Linked DNA regions of Sus scrofa: region 2 is linked to region 1. A link is a contact called in public targeted proximity ligation data. All regions are on one chromosome and are shown on one strand. The core of a region is the stretch at or near the end of the contact, and the rest is flanking DNA. Distances in the headings are between cores, read along the strand shown.

Region 1 (4,161 bases), core at 243-2,742:
CAGGATCATTACCAGCCAGCAACTTGGCTGTGAAATTTAAGTCCTTTGGGTTCTCTTTTTTATTCCCTACATTCACTAATTTATTAAATGCCATTGCACTTGGCCCTGGCTTTTAGAGCAGGGAGTGCTGAGGCCATGTTTGGTGTCTAAAGGGCTCCTATAAAGCAAAAAGGGCATGGGCAGGGAGGGGCTGGCTTGGGGGCCCTGCAGGGACACAGAGCAGCAGGGATAAAAAGAGCCAGAGGATGTGCTGAGCTCTGAGGGGCTGGGGCGGGTACTACTGTAGGCAACTTGTATAGGCGAATGAGGGGCTGGGGGTGAGCTGGGGGTAACTTGGTGCTGGTGGTTCTAGGGGTGAGGAAGGGGGTATACAGGGGTCTTATTTTTCAGGTGGGTTTGTGTATCTGGGTCTGGTCCTGTTCCCAGGCTCTCCCATCTGTCCATTCATCATCCATCCCATCCATCCATCCATCCAGTCATCTAACCATCCATCCATCCAATCGATCATCCATTCATCCATCCGACCATCTCTCCATCCATCCATTCATCCATGGAAAAAAATATTTATGTGGTATTCAGGCGTGTTCTGGGCCTTACAGTGGGAGAGAAATGGCTGAGATGTGAACCTGGCCAGGGAGCACTGGTGTTCTAGAGGGCTGGGCGGGGATGTGCTGCTTTGGGTCCAGCCTTGGAGAGGGGTTCCCCCAGTTCACATGAGGGAGATGGTGGCAGCTGTGAGGGGACAGAGGCAGGGGCTGTCCCTGAGCTCTGAGCAAGTGAGGTGGATGCTCATGAAGGAAGCTGGTTCAGGGGAGGTTATGGCTCCACCCCCAGAGACCTGGGATGCCGCATGGAAAATACATGAGGACGTATGGCAGAAACATGTCTTAAAACTACAAATAAATATTGTTCCAACTGAGGACAGAGAAACTGCCATGGGGACATTGGCTAATTACAGCAGACCTGATAAATGAGGTCCTGGCTTGCTGGCCTCAGTCCGCCTGCAGCGCATCCGCTGGATGGGCCCAGGGTGATGAGGAAGGTGCTGAGACTCCGCAGGGGCCTGTGCCTTCTCTCTTCTGCAGGGAAAGCCTGGAGGAGGGACACCCATGGGCACAGCCAAGGGCGGGTGCTGTTCTAGGCTCTGGCGATTTAGGAATGGACAAGGCAGACCCACATCCTGACCCCTTAGAGAGCAAGGCAGGGGCAGATGAAAGGTTTGCTTGTGTTTGGATGTGGATTCATTTGGAGCCCGAGTGGAAAATGCTTAGAAGTGCCCCTGGCGGGAGGAGGGGCGAGGGCAGAGGCTTGGTGGTCAGGATGGCCCCTGGGGCAGTGACCCGTTTGGAGAGGGGCAGTGGCCAGGCCTGGACTGCAGTAGGGTGGCCGTGCCCTTGGGCTGGTCAGTTGACTGGGTCCTGGTCCCCTGAGTCACCTTGCCTCGCCCCAGAGGTTCTTCCTGCCTTGGGCTTGAATCTAGCTGGCCTAGGCTGAGACAGTCTTCTGCTTTTGGAAGGGAATTTCCCCGAAGGTCACCAGCTGAGCTCTCCAGCGCTGAGCTCGGACTGTGCCATTGTGGGCTACCTGCTTCCTGGGCTTGGCACCCTCCTGTGGGGCAGCTCCCCCTACCCCTTCCCCTCCTACCCCGCCTCCTCCTCCCGGCCCCTGCTCTGGCCTCAGAGCTTGGCTTCTTGTCCCCTTGCCCTCCTGCCGAGCAAACCCCTTCTGCGCTCAGCTCCTCCCTCCAGCCCCATTGCCACACCCCCGGAATCAGCCTCCTAACCACCCTGGCCCCGCCCTCACCAGAACTTTCCTCTGTCATCCCCTGGGATCCCATGACATCCCTCTCAGAGCCAGCATGCTGTGTCATCGCCCCCCCACCAGGACGCTGCCCCACCCCCAGAGGATCACACCAGATTGTTTCTCTGGTAGCTGTCTTCTCAGGGAGTCCAGAGCTGCAGGCTGGACACCTGGCAGGGGGCTGGGTCTCTCTCTTGGCATTTGGGGCCAGGTGGTTCTTTGTCATGGGGCAGGGCCTGTGCCTGGTCGGATGTCTGGCAGCATCCCTGGCCCCCACCCAGGATGCCAGGAGCACCCCCTCCCCAGGTTGTGTCAACAGAAATGTCTTTAGACGTTGCCAGCTGTCCCCTGGGATTAAGGTTGCCCTGGTGGGAACCACTGGGCTGGGGCTGAGAATAGCGTGTCTCAGGCTTGGCTGAGCCGGTACTAGAAGGGACCCGAGAAATTCTCTAGTCCATATGCCACACTTTAAAGGGAATTGGGCCTCAGAGAGGTAAAGAATCTTAGGATCACACAGGGGAGCAGCGGAATGAAGGAGGCATTTTCGGGAAAGGAATTTTGGCAGCCCTGTGCAGGCTGGGCTCAACAGGCCAGAGACAGGTTGGGGGGCGTGGCCCGAACCAGGAGCGATGTTGAGGGGGTGGGCCTGGCACCTCACCTGTCGGTGGCTTAGCGAGCACTCAGGGACTCCTGGGCATGTGATGATGCCCGTCTCTGCCCCAAACCCAGCAGGCCGGGTCCTGGGCCCAGCCTGGTGGTGTGATGGCTATCAGTGCCCTCTGCATCCCAGTCTGTCAACTTAGGGCCTGAGGGCCTGGTTCTGGGTCAGAGGTGGGAGCCAAGGGTCCATCTCTCTCAGCGGGAGGCCTGAAGATATGGGGCGAGCAGGGCCCCTCACGGCCTGCTGGGCTTCATTCACTCCGCAAGTGGTTTTGTGGGGCAGGGGATGGCCCTGTGGTTTTGTGAAGAAGGTGCTGGACTTGGGTCCAGGCTGCTGGTGGGAGCTGCACCCTGGTAGGCAGCAGGCCTTACCTGAGACTTTCCCGGGGGCAGGGTGACCTCAGACAGGAAGTGAGAAGGATGCAGATGTGGGGATCGGTACCAGCTCCTCCCTCCTGGGATGGCTTCAAGGAGCCAGCACCATGTCAGAGGACAGGGTGTGGAGTCAGAGAGAAGACTGGCTCCTGGAGTTCTGAGCCGTGGTGGTTCCCCACATCGAGGCCCCTCCCTCAGGAGCCCCCTCCCAGAGCCCCACATAGGCCCCCTCCCAGCGGGAGCTGGCTGCCGGGGAAGCCGGTCAGTGGTCCTTTGGTATCTGTGGACGCCGAGTCCCTTACCTGAGGTGGCGTAGTGCACTGAGTAGTACTCTGAGGGCTTCCCCAGGCCCGGGGAGGCTCCAGGGGGCCTGGTGTCTCCAGTGCAGGGGGGGCAGCTGTCCCACGGCCCCGGGGTCCCACGGCCAGGCTCCTTACCTGTAGCAAGTGAACTGGAAGCAGCAGGGTCTCCTCTTATTCATTCCAGGGTCTGCTTTTAGACCCATACATCTTCAGCATGAAGAGCATGAATTTCCATGGTGTGATTAATGAAAGAAAAATTGAGTCGGCAGCATAGAAAGTGACCAGATTGAAGAGAGTCAAGTGACAAGTTGGCTGAGTCGGGGCTTCTCTGCAAACCCAGAGCTCTGACCCAGCCTGGGGCGCCACCTGGTGGTGGCAGGGGTGGTGGCACCCTGTCCTGGCCGAGCTGGGTGCACGTCCCATCAGGGGATGCCCTGGGCCTGGCTCCGTCCCACTGAGGCTGCTGCAGGGCACGGGGCACAGGGCTGCTCCCCACAGCGAGGGGACCCTGCAGCTGCTCCACTTGCCCAACTCCATCCCTGCAGCTCCTGGAACAATCTCTGGTTTAGGGACTGGTGGGGAGAGTCCCGCTTCTTCTGTCTGGACCACCTTTCTGTCTCCCCATTTATCAAAATCCTCCTCACTCGTCCAGGCTCAGCAAGCCCTTCTGGACACATCTCGAACCAAACCATCTCTCAGCACTCCTGCATAGCCACCCGCTGGAGATCCCTCCGGCCCCTCCTGGTCACCTGGTGGCCTCCTGCTTGCTCTCCCACCTTCCCCTTTGCCCTCCGATGGCCTGTTCCCTGCACAACAGCCAGAGCGATCACAGATCATGTCCCCTGTCCTGCTCTCTGGCTTCCCATCCTGAGAACAACATCATTTTCTTTCCCGTTGCCTGTGAGGTCTCACCCGCTGGTCCCCGCCACTGTCACCTCCGGCCCCCACCGCTGGCCAGGTTCGCCTCCACCCCAGGGCATTTGCACTTGCCATTTCCTCTAGAACATCCTCCCCACTTATTTAA
Region 2 (4,019 bases), core at 410-2,909, 130 kb before region 1:
CTCGTTTGTCTAGACCGTGTTCAAAATGCTCAGATCCCAGGGCGGGCCTCCAGCTGGGCTGGGACCCGCCTGGTGTGGAGACCCCACTTCACTCCAGGTGCGCTGCTTTCTCTCACCCGGTCTCCTCCAGACGGCACCATCCTTAGCTCCCGCTCCTGGGGTCCCTCAGATTCTGATCCTTCCTCCCAGGTGGTCACAGTTGTTTCAGCCTCGTCAGGGCGAGGACAGATGCCTCCCTGCAGGCTGGCACAGAGCGCCTTATCACCTCTGGGCAGTTACTGATCCTCTGGGTCGTGACTGCCTCCAGCCTGCGTGTCCCCATCTTGTCCCCGGGACTATTCCCAGAGCCTTGTAAGAGCCTTGCTTCCTCAAGACCAGTCACCAGGTTCACACCAAGTGTGACTTGAAGGCGCCGTTTTGCATCTCCGGGGTGGGTTTACAGTTTCAGGCCTATTTCTGACCAAGGAATCAAAGACTGCCCCTCAGTGATGGAATTTCAGGCATGAATGAGCAGATGGAGGAGGTATTTTGGGGGGCAGAGAGTTTGTGCTCCAGAAACCACTCCAGCATCTGCCTCTGAGCAGGAGACCCCACCCATCCTGGAAAAGGACTGGGTGCGTTTCCTACGTCAGGGCCCTGTCTTGTGAGCCTGGGTCTGCCTCACCGGGCACTTTTCTTGCAAGTGCAGGGTGTGATTGTCTGCCAGTGGTCTGTTTGTGTAGAGTGTTTGCTTTAAAGTGATGACTTGATTATTACAGGAAAATTTGGTTGCCGCAAAAGACAAAATAACGTAAAAATAGTAGAGCAAAATCTGAGGGACCCTGTCTCCACACCCCTCCCCTGACCCAATGCCCTTCCCAGGGGCAACCACAGGTAAAACTTGGTGTGGATTCTGGATCCTTTCCAGTGCATTCATTTTTCTGATTTAAGGGCAGCTCGAAAATAAATGCCACCATCAGGCTGAGTTTATCAAACAAAATAGGTATGTGCTCCAGAATGATGCTTCTTAAAAGCTGGCAGCAGCTGGAGGCGAGATTGAATGAGGGTAATCAAGAAGGAAAGATTTTTTTTTTTTTTTTTTTTTGCTTTTTAGGGCCGAAACCGAGGCATATGTAGGTTCCCAGGCTAGGGGTCCAATTGGGGCTATAGCTGCCGGCCTACACTATAGCCAGAGCAATGCAGGATCTGAGCTGCCTCTGTGACCTACACCACAGCTCACGGCAATGCCGGATCCTTAACCCACTGAGCGAGGCCAGGGATTGAACCCGAAACCTCATAGTTCCTAGTCAGATTCATTTCTGCTGTGCCACAATGGGAACTCCCAAGAAGGAAATCTCCGATGAGGCTGGGGGGAGGATCTGGGGAGGCCAATACCACAAAAATGGATAGACCAAGGGTAGGAGAGGGGCCTGCCATTTATGTCGGCCATTGTCACACAGAGTAAGAGCCAGACAGCTGCCTGGGCCCAGTCCTGGCTCAATACCCAGTGCCTGTGTCCCTGAGTCTCCCTGGGTCTCTGTTTCCTCAATTATAAAACAGAATCAAGGAGTTTCCTGGTGGCTTAGTGGGTTAAGGATCTGGCATTGTCTCTGCTATGGCACTGGTCACTGCTGTGGGGCGGGCTTGACCCTTGGCTCAGGAATTTCCACATGCTGAGGTGTGGCCAGAAGAAAAACAAACACAAAACCCAGAGTCAACTCCTAGCTTGTTGCAAGGGGTTACTACTGAGACAGGCGTGCGGAAGGTGCAGTGTGAGGGGCGACTCGTGGGCCCTGCCAGGTGTCAGGCTCAGGGAATGCTTCCCTTCCTCAGCTTTGCCTGTGTCAGCTCAGCATCGGCCCCTGACCTTCCTCATCGGCCTTTCTCCCAGTGGCTAGAGCAGAGCTGAACAGGTCAAGTGCTAAAAATAGTGATCCTACTGCCAGCGCTGGGGCGTTGAGTGTGTTTTTACTGTATGAATGACTGGGTGATGGGTTGAGGGCCTCCCCTTCAGGGTGAGAGTACTGTGGGAACAGTCAGACTATTAGCTAGCTGTTACTGGTCATTGACACATGAGTGGGAATTAGCATCACAGATGTTTTTGACTTGAAAGGGACCCAAGAGATGATCCTTAATTGTACAGATGGGGAACTTTTAAGGATCTAGGAAGGAAGAGGCTTGCCCGGTGTGTCATGCAGCCAGTGAGGGGCCAGCGGAGGCTGAGCCCGGGTCTCCTGGTTCTCTCTGGTGCTCTACCCATCGACGGGAACACCCAGCCCAGTATCTGGATGTGCTTCCGCACCTCTGCTCAGGGTTGCTGCTTCTGGGGGGAGGGTTGCCTGTAGCAGGAGGCTCACAGTCAGACCAGCAGACAGAGGGGCCTTTTGGATGGATGGAAGGAGATCTAGAGACAGTGGTCCTGGGGCTTGGTGTGGAAGATTTGGGCCCCTGCATCTCCCAAGAGGGAAGGTGAGAAGCATTTGGGGCTCTGAGATTGGGTTTGTCCACACAGCTCTGTGGATGTGACCGCCGACTGAGAGCTGGGGCTGGATCTGGTGGGGAAGGTGGACGTATGATCCAGTGGTCGCAGTCCAGCGTGGGAGCACAGGGAGGGTAATGTGTGGTGTGGAAGAGCCGGCGACATCTGTACAGGCAGATGGTCTGTCTATAGCAGGGAGAAGAGGGAACAGCATGGGGAAAAGCGTGGTAAAGCCAGGACCTGCAGAGATGTATGTGACCGGAGTGGAGGCTGCTCAGGGGTCAGAGGAGGGGAGGAGAGGCCACACAGGAAGGTTCCCGTGGTCAGGGTTGACATCTTATTTGCATGCTCCTTCTCAGCACCTGGGCAGTGCCTTGCCCCAGAGTCGGAGCATCATTTTTCTTTCGCACATGGATGAGTGAACCATATTTCTTCTTTGATCCCTGGAGGAAAACCAACCAGCAAGCTTTTTTTTTTTTTAACTTTAACAATTTCTGGCATCCTCTGCTTTCTGCTTTGTTTAGCCTCTCATGACTGGTCACTACTCTTCGATCCAACATGCAGGGCTGACTACTGGTCACCAAGGCTTGCTGGTGGCCTTCTGGCCCGTTGCCTGCTCTTATTTACATCAGCCACTAGATGGCAGCAGGAAACTTGTCAATTTCTCTTCCATGTGGTTTTTAGGTCAAGCCCTTTGCTCTGGGGTGGCACAGGGACTCCAAATTCCAGGCCTCACTGGTTCCAAGATGGGTGTGAGAAAAGGCTGGGATGAAGCCAAGGTGGCCTAACGACTGACATTCCCACAACATTATGGAGAAGTGACTGTCTCACTTCTCAATCCTGTGACCAGAGGACTTTTCAGTGTGACCCACACTCTTTTAACAGTGTTCCCACCAGTGGGAAGTCCCCGGCTGGAGTTTAGTGGCTTAGAAGGACCGGAAGCTGAAACCCAGTGTCACTGAGGAAGTCCAGTGGCACCCGGCAGAGTCCCTGGTGTGGCATTTGTGCTCATATGGACAGATGCAGTGGTGGCGGGGAGGGGACACAGTACAGAAGAGGACATGTGCCCCGTGAATAGTAATCCATACAAAGCCCTGCTGGAGTGGGGACTGCTCTACCCCTCACACATGCGGCTGGAGGTGTGGGTCTGGGGCAGGCAGTGGCTCTGAGGCTCTGGTATAAGTCACACCCACATCCCTCAGCACCTTGCACAGCACTCGACAGTGGTGTGTACTCCCATTTATGAGGTTCTTCTCATCTCCCACAGCCTCACTTGGTCTTCCCAGGGGCCCTGTGTCGGGTATGGGGCTGTCCCCTTTAACAGGTGAGGCCCAGAGAAGGGAAGGACGGGTCCAGCACTTCAGACAGGTTGCCGACCCTGCTCACTAGACTCCCAGCCTGGGGGCTTTTTGGTTTGGGCTCACATTGTGTTGCCTCCCTTAGGCTGACTGGGAAAAGCGCTTGCTCCGTCTCAGGGTTGGGCTGATGGCCAGAAATCCAGTCCTGTTACCTTGCAGTCCCAGCTAGCACGTCTCTAAGAGGGGAGTGTGTGAGTGCCCTG

What was found.
Region 2: a targeted proximity ligation map of skeletal muscle shows a contact between it and region 1. A contact is called at or near these places in 3 of 5 promoter capture datasets (fetal liver, fetal skeletal muscle and liver), 24 of 47 Hi-C or Micro-C datasets (adipose tissue, alveolar macrophages, brain and 15 more) and 1 of 2 datasets of targeted methods (skeletal muscle).

What each region holds. Positions count from the first base shown.
Region 1 is chr5:66,922,777-66,926,937 of Sscrofa11.1, reverse strand. The region is part of intron 1 of TSPAN9 (tetraspanin 9); the gene reads left to right. Among named protein-coding and RNA genes, the nearest start is that of TSPAN9, 70 kb to the left of the region's middle.
Region 2 is chr5:67,056,376-67,060,394 of Sscrofa11.1, reverse strand. It overlaps a transcript of TSPAN9 not described here. Among named protein-coding and RNA genes, the nearest start is that of TSPAN9, 64 kb to the right of the region's middle.